Regions from separate parts of the Sus scrofa genome. Here region 2 is linked to region 1. A link is a contact called in public HiChIP or PLAC-seq data. All regions are on one chromosome and are shown on one strand. Each heading gives the region's core, a stretch centred on a gene start, on an enhancer-like site or on the middle of the called end of the contact. The rest is flanking DNA. Distances are from core to core; before and after follow the strand shown. Region 1 holds the start of TALDO1 (transaldolase 1). Region 2 holds the start of RNH1 (ribonuclease inhibitor).

The links. HiChIP or PLAC-seq counts read pairs in DNA pulled down with a chosen protein or histone mark.
Region 2: an H3K27ac HiChIP or PLAC-seq map of alveolar macrophages shows a contact between it and region 1. The contact joins the promoter of RNH1 here to the promoter of TALDO1 in region 1. A contact is called at or near these places in 1 of 47 Hi-C or Micro-C datasets (epiblast stem cells) and 1 of 2 datasets of contacts at active chromatin or transcription factors (alveolar macrophages).

What each region holds. Positions count from the first base shown.
Region 1 is chr2:461,980-466,644 of Sscrofa11.1, reverse strand. TALDO1 (transaldolase 1) reads right to left here and starts at 1,864. Exons shown (of 8, transcript NM_001244935.1): 1 at 1,731-1,864. The coding sequence starts at 1,827.
Region 2 is chr2:287,826-292,420 of Sscrofa11.1, reverse strand. RNH1 (ribonuclease inhibitor) reads left to right here and starts at 1,899. Exons shown (of 10, transcript XM_021082542.1): 1 at 1,899-2,031.

The sequences.
Region 1 (4,665 bases), core at 615-3,114:
TGCAACCTACACCACAGCTCATGGCAACACTGGATCCTTAACCCACTGAGCAAGGCCAGGGATCAAACCTGTGTCCTCATGGGTACTAGTCAAATTCATTTCCACTGAGCCACGATGGGGACTCCAACAGGTGTATTTTTTTAATAAAATAGTTAACATTCACTTAAAACTTGTATTATTATTTTTTTTTTTTTGGTCTTCTGTCTTTTCTAGGACCGCTCCCACGGCATATGGAGGTTCCCAGGCTAGGGGTCTAATTGAAGCTGTAGCCGCCGGCCTACGCCAGAGCCAGAGCAACGTGGGATCCGAGCTGCGTCATCAACCTACACTACAGCTCACGGCAATGCCAGATCCTTAACCCAATGAGCGAGGCCAGGGATCGAACCTGCAACCTCATGGTTCCTAGTCGGATTCGTTAACCACTGAGCCACCACGGGAACTCCCCATTTAAAACTTTTAAATGTTAGCAGTTGGATTTAGGTGTTTGTAAAAAGAGAAAAAAGGGGGGAGGATAAAATAAGCTACCATTCCCCAGGACCCAGCCCGCCTTGGTGGCCCTACACTAACGCAGGGTGCAGCCAAGGAACCATCCTGTGGCTGCTGCCAGTGAGACCCAATGGAAAACAGGCGAGGCCATCTGGTTTAAAGCACAGGGTAAACTCAAGCCCATGCTATCTCCAACTTTTACACTTAAGCAGCCAAACACGCTTACTCACTCTCCCAGGCTCTGCCAGATAAAGCCTCCGAGTTACCAAAGAGGGATTAAAGCCTGTTTCTCAAGTCAGCATGAGAAAGCAGAAAAGGGAGGAAGTCCCTTCTGTATTGTGTGCCCCACAGAGTTTCGTGGCTTTCCTGAAAATCTTAATTGTTCACAGCCACAGATAATGGACGTTTAGGTCGCCTGGGCTCTGCAGAGGGCAGGAGAGCTAGGTCCCCCCAGGTCTCTCAAAGGGACATGATCCAAATCTAGGTTTTGAAGAAGCTCTGCTGTCCTCCGCGCACCGGGTTTTACCCCCGCAGTTTCTTGGCCCCACGTGGTTCACCTCTAACTGGCCCGCCCTGGCCACGGCCACCAGCGTGCACAGCTGTCCCCTGAGCAGAGGTGGGAAGTGTGTGCAACAGGAGGTTTCAAAAGCAGGTGGTGTCATGGTGGTGTCAAAAGCAGGTGGTGTCATTCGCAGTTTCTGGTCTTTCTGGGCCCGGAACTCCTGCTCCCGCTCAGCGATCAACATTCGCTGGAACTGCCTTGTGTAACCACAAACGGATCCCCTGAGTCAGCTCCAGGTGGACCTGGAGTCTCTTCCAGATCAAAGCACTTGGGCACCGTCCCCTGACACACTGACCCACTGGCGGCTCAGAGCGGGCAGCTCGGAGGAAACCCAGGCGCCGGGCTCCGCGCGAGCTGGGTCCTGGGGCAGACCCCCGGCTCGGGCCGAGGGCAAAGCGGGGCCGGGAACGCCGAGGGCGGGGGCCGAGGGAGAAGAGGGGCGGGGAACCGCGGGAGGCAGGGCGGGGCAAGGGCGGCCGAGGACGGCGCGGGAGGGAGAAGGGGGTCAGGAACAGGGGGCGGAGAGGGAGCGGGGGCGACCTTCGCAGCGCCTCTCCCTCGCACGCCGCGCCCGCTCGCCCCGGTTCCCCTCCCGGACCGCACCGGCCGGCGCTCTGCGAGCAGGAAGCCCCGCGCTGCCGCCCGGCCCGCTCCCGGAGCCCGGGACCCCGCGCGCCCTCACCGTTGAAGTCGCCCGTGTCGGCCACCACGGTAGTGAACTGCTTGAGCTGGTCCAGCGCGCTCTCCATCCTCTGCCGCTTCACCGGGGAGCCCGACATGGCGAGCGGGGGCGGGAGCGGGCGGCCCACAATGCCCCGCGGGCCCTGCCCTCGGGCGCGGCCAATCCGAGCGCGGCGCGGGAGGGCGGGCCGTGCGCAGCTACGCCAGGGCGAGGCCCCGCCCCCGAGACGCGGCGCCCCGCCCCCGGGCGTTGCCGCCCCAGCGGGGCGCGCCCCAGCCCGGCGGCCTCCCGGGCCCTGAGCCCGCCGGAGCTGTGTTCCCGCCCTGTGGTCCCCAGAGCCGTAATTCCGCAGTGATGCACCCCTGAGGGCAGTGATCCCCAGAGCCGTAATTCCGCAGTGATGCGCCCCTGAGGGCAGTGATCCCCGGAGCGCTGCACCCCCGCAGCGATGCGCCGCCCCCCGGAGCGCTGAGTTCCGCGCGCTCCGCCCGCGACGCGCCGTAGTGATGCGCCCTGCCCCAGCGACGTGCACTTGGGAGTAGTGATGCCCGGAGCGGTGTGTCCCCAGGGCAGTGCCCCCGAAGCCATGCCCTGCCGAGTGACGCGCGGCCCCGAGCGGTGCGACCCCCGATGGGCGCTCTCCGTCACTTCCCTCCTCTGTCGGACGCTGGGAAAGTTGGAGTGAGGGTCCACGGGGATCCACAGAGTTAAGGCGGAGGCCTTAAACCCGACCTCGGGCAAGCGGAGTCCCTTCACACCCTGCATCTGGGCCGCCCCGCCTCCGGGGACAATGAAAAGGGCCTTTGTCCCCCTGACACGGTGTGGGACAGTGGCTCCCCGCAGTCAGGGCGCATTTCGCAAGGGGCAGGCGGCCGGGGTGTGCTGGGAGCGTGGTGCTCCTGTGCATGGGCGCCCAGCATGCATGTCCTCCCGGTCGGTCTGGCCTCTTCGCCTGGCCTCACTAGGTCAGACAGGCCTGGTGCCAGGGGAGGGGCTAGGAGACGTGAGGTGGCTTTAATTCAGGGCTTGTTCCATTTTCTCCAGAACCTGAGTCCCAGGATGGGTCCCTGTCTCCCCTGCCTTTCATTCTGGGAACCCACCTCTGGGAATCTGCCCCAGATAAATGGTACTAACTTCAGAAGTGTGAAATAAAGTGGCACGATGAGAAAAATTTAAATATATAACAAATTTTCTTGTTCCCTTTGTGGCTTAGTGGTTAACAAACCCGACTAGGATCCATGAGGATTCGAGTTCGATCCCTGGCCTCACTCAGTGGGTTAAGGGTCTGGCGTTGCTGTGAGCTGTGGTGTAGGCCACAGATGAGGCTTGAATCCCTTATTGCTGTGGCTGTGGTGTAGGCCGGCGACTGCAGCTGGGATTTGACCCCTAACCTGGGAACCTCCATATATGTCACAGGTGCGGCCCTAAAATAGCAAAAAAAAAAAAATTCTCTGGAGTTCCTGCCATGGTGCAGTGGGTTAAGAATCCACCGGCCGTGGCCCTGGTTGCTGCGGAGGTGAGGGTTCAATCCCCAGGCCGCAGAGTGGGATCTGGTGTTGCTTCGGCTGCAGTGTAGGTCGCAGGCGTGGTTCCAGTTCAGTGCCTGGCCCTGGAACTTCCATATGCCGTAGGTGCAGCTGTAAAAATTAAAAAAATTTTTTTTGCCCTTTCTCCTCCCCTCTCCCCGCTGTGCACTGTGTATCTGAATCATGCACGGACCGACCTTCCCCACGGGCAGAAATGTCTGCTCAGCCGCAACGAGCAGCCGTCCAGTGTCAGCCGGACAACCCTTTCATAAGAGCATTCCTTCTTGTGAGAATAAAGGGCCCCGAGGACCCCAAGAGCTGGACTGTGTCAACTGTCCACACTACGTCATTTCATGTCCAGCCCTGCTCAAAAAACGCATTTAAGCATACGCCTTGATGGCTAGTGGGCACAACAGTTCTTGGAGCTGGCTTCTGAGGGGGTGTTTCTGGGTTATAATCCTCAATTTGGTTCAAATCAAATGTTCCATTTCTTTCTTAGATCTGCTGATTCATTTTTCATTGACAGAAGGTGTCCCCAGGGAATTAAGGACAAAATCAGTCCTAGCGAAACAAGAGGGCAGGCGGGCGGGCGGGGGGGGGGGGTGGCACCGTCCTTGAGGCTCTGACGAACTGGTTACAACCAACCAGGTCCAAGGTGGCGGAAGAACCGCCTTCCAGGGACCCGCTGCCTCAGGGGACGGTCATCGTGCTTCGCTAGCTGAGACGCCCGCAGGCACCCGCACAGTTCCAGGCCGGTGGTAAAGGCCAAAACGCGGGCGGCGGCCCAGTTCCTGGAAATCCCTGCCTCTTCTACAGAAGAGTTGGCCTCCTCCTCCCACTTGTTAGCCTATGAAGTTACCCAGCTCATCAAAACTCCCCACCCCTCTGACGTTCCGGCCAGCTGTGGTGTAGGTCACAGATGCAGCTTGGATCCGGCTTTGCTGTGGCTGGGGCTTGGCCTGCAGGTGCAGTTCCAATGCGACCCCCAGCCTGGGAACGTCCATATGCCACAGGTTTGGCCCTAAAAAGAAAAATAAACCTCACCACCTCATAGTCTGGGGGGCCGCTCACCCCCTGAGATGGCCCACGCGCTGTCTGGGCGGTATTTCTCACCGTAAATCTACTTCTGACCTGTCACATTCCCTCTCTCTGAACTCCTTCTGTGACATAAATAAGCTGGACTCCAGCAAGTGCTGAGGCCCGGCGAGCAATTTCAACCGAAAGACAGTGGGTCCTTGGAGTTCCCTGGTGGCTCAGCTTGGGCCCCTGCTGTGCTCGGTTTGATCCCTGGCTCCGGAACTGCCACATGCTGCAGGTGCAGGCAAAAAACAAGAGCAAAACCAAAACAGACACTGGGTTCACAGGAGTCCCTGGTGGTCTGGGGGGGACTAGCTGCTTGTACAGCTGCG
Region 2 (4,595 bases), core at 650-3,149, 170 kb after region 1:
TTAACATGCCCAGAGTAACTGCACCCCGCGGCAAGGCGGCCTTAAGCTCTTAAGCAGTCCCGCTGTGTTTACAGCTACTGAGGCTGATGCTGGAGCGCTCCTTCCTGCCACCACACCCATCAACCAGACCTACAAAAGGCCAGGACAACACAAAACAGTCTCGGAGTTCCCATCAATGCTTAGTGGTTAGCGAATCCGACTAGGAACCAGGAGGTTGCAGTTCGATCCCTGGCCTTGCTCAGTGGGGTAAGGCTCCGGCGTCGCCATGAGCGGTGGTGGGGGTCGCAGATGCGGCTCGGATCCCGCGTGGCTGTGTAGGCTGGCAGCTGCAGCTCGGATTCGACCCCTAGCCTGGGAACCTCCATATGCCGCACCTGCGGCCCTAAAAAGACAAAGGAAGCAAAGCAAAGAGGCCCCGACTTCTGAACTCCACTTGCCACTGGACACTCCTGACCCGTCTCCTGCTCAGGGAGCGGAACTTAAGCTCTGCACCGGGGCCACGAGGCCTTCCGCACGATCCACAGTGGCTCGAGGAGCTGGGCTCTCTAGAGGGATGGGGGCTCCAGGGGAGGGGCTTCCGAGGAGAGGAGGGCCTCTGGGGTGGGGAGGAGTCTCTGAGGGAACAGGTCTGCACCTCCAGGTCCACGGTGGGCGGAGGGGCTGCGGGAACGCGTCTCCTCCAATATCACAACTTCTCCCCGAGGGCCTGTGGCTGACGCGTCTGGGGCCATCCTGCAGCCACCCCAGGCCCGAGCCACTCCAGCAGCATGGATGGCGTCCAGGCCTGCCCTGGACGGGGACAATGAATGTCCTGTGGGTGAGCCTCAGTTTGGCGGGCATTCTGTGATTTCAGCCGCAGCCCGGGATCTGCTGGGTGAAGGTGCATGGGGGACCCCAGAGGGCCCCTCCTCTCCCCCTTTCTTTCACCAGCAGTGCCACACCGTTAATTCCCTCGTGCCCAGGCCAGTCAGTTTAGCCAATTCATCACCTTCCCCCAAACCGCCCCCCCGGCCCAGCATCCCCAGCTCCCACCAGCGGAAGGCTCTGGGTCGCCTTACTGTTTCTTGCTCCATGGCCTCACCCCTCCCACGGCGGCCCTTCACTGGAGCTCCAGCCACCTCAGTCGTGGCCCTGTCGCCATCCCCACCCCTGCTCATCCCAATGCCCATTGGTGGGCTGCCATGATCCCCCACATGGCCCCCTGAAGCCCTGTACCTGACCTCATCATAGCCATGCCACACCCGGTGCCCCGGGTGCCTTCAGTGTCCTCTTTCCGCTGAGCACCCCTGGCCTCATTCCGTCCGTGGAGCCTGGCCGCGCCCCTCGCCGCTCACCAGCTCCTGGCCCGGCTTGCAATCCTCCCAGGCCCGCCTCGCCCTCCTGCCCGGGCTTCCTTCCTTCGGGGACGTCTGTTCCGCGCAGTGTTGAAGCCTCAGCACCTACAACATAGCCTGGCACACAGGAGTCACTTAATAAACACTTACGAATCAACTGTTACCATGCATTGACCACGTCAGAAGAATGAAGCATTACACCCAGATTACAAAAGCAGCCTTAATGAAAAAGTTGCTACTTTCTTGCGAAACCATCTGTCTGTCTTACTCTCCAGCTCTCGTGGTCTGTGCCTGCACAATCCCGACATTCAGACCTTGCTTCAAACCAGAGAACCGACCCCTTGACCGCCACGTTAAGGTCACTGCCCAGGCCCGGAGAGGCCGCATCCGCACTGGATCCCACCTGCAAGGCCCCGCCCACCGACGCGCTTTCGGCCCTTCAGTCCCAGCGCAGCGGGAGGCGGGGTGGGCGCCTTGGGGACCACAGCTGGCCCCGCCCCGTCAACAGGCCCCGCCCCTAAAGAGACTCCGCCCGCCGCCCACTCCAACGCCGTCGTGAGCCCCGCCCCCAGGCTCTAGGCCCCGCCCACCGCTGGCCCCGACACCGCCTGGCGACCTCGCCCGCTCCGCCCCCGGCCGGAAGTAGGCCGTCTCCCTCCTGGGCTACGGGACGGGGACAGTCTGTCGACGTGTCTAGGTCAGTCACTCCCGCGGTCCGTCAGCGGGTGGGGCAAACACACGGCCGACCGGCCCGGCGTCAGCCTTCAGCGGCGTCGGCCTTGGTCGGGCCGCGAGTGGAGGAGCCTGGGGAGACGCGCACTCGCGAGGCGGGACGAAGGGTCCGCTGGGCTAGGAGGGGAACCCCTTCTCGGCCCCCGGGGGCGGGCCTCCCCGCGGGGCGGGGCCTCGCGGGCCGCGGTCGCGGCGCCGCCCAGCGAACTTCGGCGCGCTTGGCAGACGTCAGGGCGACCGAGTGCGCTTCCGCGCACGCGCGCGCGCCGGCCGCCCCTCCTCCGGGGCGCGCTGGGAGTCGAGGCGCCGGGCGCTGGGTCTGCGCCTGCGTGATCTGCGTCGTGGGGGGTCTGCCGCACCGTCCTGGGGTCCCCCTGTTGGCAACCAGAGGTCTATACAAGCGAGGGCGCGCTCCGCCGGACTTTCCTCCTCAAGTTGGGTAACCCTCGATCTTAATACCACAGAGAACCGACCCCCAGGACGGACAGACAGCTCTGCCAGAGAGGACTGGCCCGAGTGGTGCCCACAGGGTCCTGGGCCTTGGGCATGGCCATCTGCCCGCCCTGCAGCTCTTCCCCGTTAGGTCACTCGAGAAGCCTGGGGGAGCTGGGTGGGCAGCTCGCGTGGGAAGTCGAAGGACGTAAGTGGGACAGCACGTCGGGGGCCGCGGGGTCGGGTTTATCACAAGGGCTTGTTGAAAACAGTCTCAGTGTCGGCCTGTAGAGCTTGGTTGAGTAAAATGAATACATTGGGACAGTGAAACGCAATGTGGACATTAAAAGTTAGCTTGCATATATATCTATACATATACATGTGTGTTTGCGTTTGCATATACATATCTTTTTTTTTTTTTTTTTTTGTCTTTTTAGGGCTGCACCCGCTGCATATGGAAGTTCCCAGGCGAGGCGGCAAATCAGAGCTCGGAGCTGCACCCGCTGGCCTACAGCCCCAGCCCCAGCAATGCCAGATCCCAGCCGTGCGACCTACCCCACAGTTCGCCCCAGTGCCAGATCCTCAACCCACTGAGTGAGGCCAGGGATCGAACCCATGTCCTCATGGATGCTAGTTGGGTTTGTTAACTGCTGAGCCACATGGGAACTCCTATGTATCCTTTTTTTTTTTTTTTCCTGTCTTTTGTCTTTTTAGGGCCCCACCCAGTGGCATATGGAGGTTCCCAGGCTAGGGGTCTCATCGGAGCTGTAGCTGCTGGCCTTTACCACAGCCACAGCAACCCAGGATCCAAGCCGCGTCTGTGACCTACACCACAGCTCACGGCAACACCAGATCCTTAACCCACTGAACGAGACCAGGGATCAAATCCGCACCCTCGTGGTTCCTAGTTGGACTTCTTTCCACTGTGCGAACTTCTTATCTATCTATTCTTAAGTGAAGAATGTAGTAACTCTGGTGTGCATTAATTTCCTCCTGCTACTGTAGCAAGTGGCTGCAGATAGTATTTTACGGTTCAGAAGGCCAGAAGTCCAAAAGGGACCTTACCGGTGTCAACTAAAAAAATACAACGTGGAAATTGAGTTGAGTTTTATTTGGGGTGAAATTAGGACTTAAGCCCCAGAGACAGCCTCTCAGGTAGCCTCAAGAAACTGTTCCAAGGAGGCCGGGGGGAAGCTGGCATATATGAGTTTTTGCAGCAAAGGGAAGGTGGTTGGAACAAAAGATGTACAGATAACCAGATTTACGGAAAACCAGTTTCTGTGGGAAGATGTAAAGGTCCGGGCTTGCTGGGATCAACCCCTAGCCTGGGAACCTCCATATGCCGCAGGAGCGGCCCAAAGAAATAGCAAAAAGACTAAAATAAAATAAAATATTTGCTTTAAAAAAAATAAAAAATTCCTGTTGGGAAGTTTTTTGTGGGGAGGGGGCATGGGGAGCTTCCAAGGCCAGGGATAGAACCAGCGCCACAGCTGTAACCAGAGCCACAGCAGTGACAGCGCCAGATGCTTAATCCACTGAGCCGGGAGGGAACTCCTCTGATGTTTTAAATTTACCGTAGTGAGTCCCCAAAACCCTAGGCCTCCAGCCTCGACCCCCACGGAGGGGAGAACCCCGGACGCAGGCCTCTCTGCGGGTCGGGCTCCCGCCCTCCCAGGCCCCGCCCCCAGGCCCCGCCCATGAAAGTGGCCCCGCCCTCCCAGGCCATGGCCCCGCCCCCTGCCCTGGTGAAAACGCGCTCGGCCCTGGGTCTGTGGCGAGGGCGGCGGCAGGAGGTAGGAGGCGCGGTGCTCGGCCGCTGCGGGAGAGGGCCGGGAAGCGGGGGCCAGGGGCCCCGCGGCGTTTGGGGTCAGTTAAAACTCCGCTGATGTTCCGGGCCAGCACCCTGACCGCGCGGCGGAGGGTTCCCGGGCCCGAGAAGGGAGCAGGGCCCGGGGCGCCAGGAGCCCTCTCCGCGCGGCGTCCGAGCGGCCCCCGCCGGGCCCCGCGCTGACCCCCGGCCTCCGGACACATGCGGAGTCTCGGGTGGGCGCGGAGGTGGCCCTGGAGCCCGGCGCGCCGCTGCCCCCTGCCTCTCAC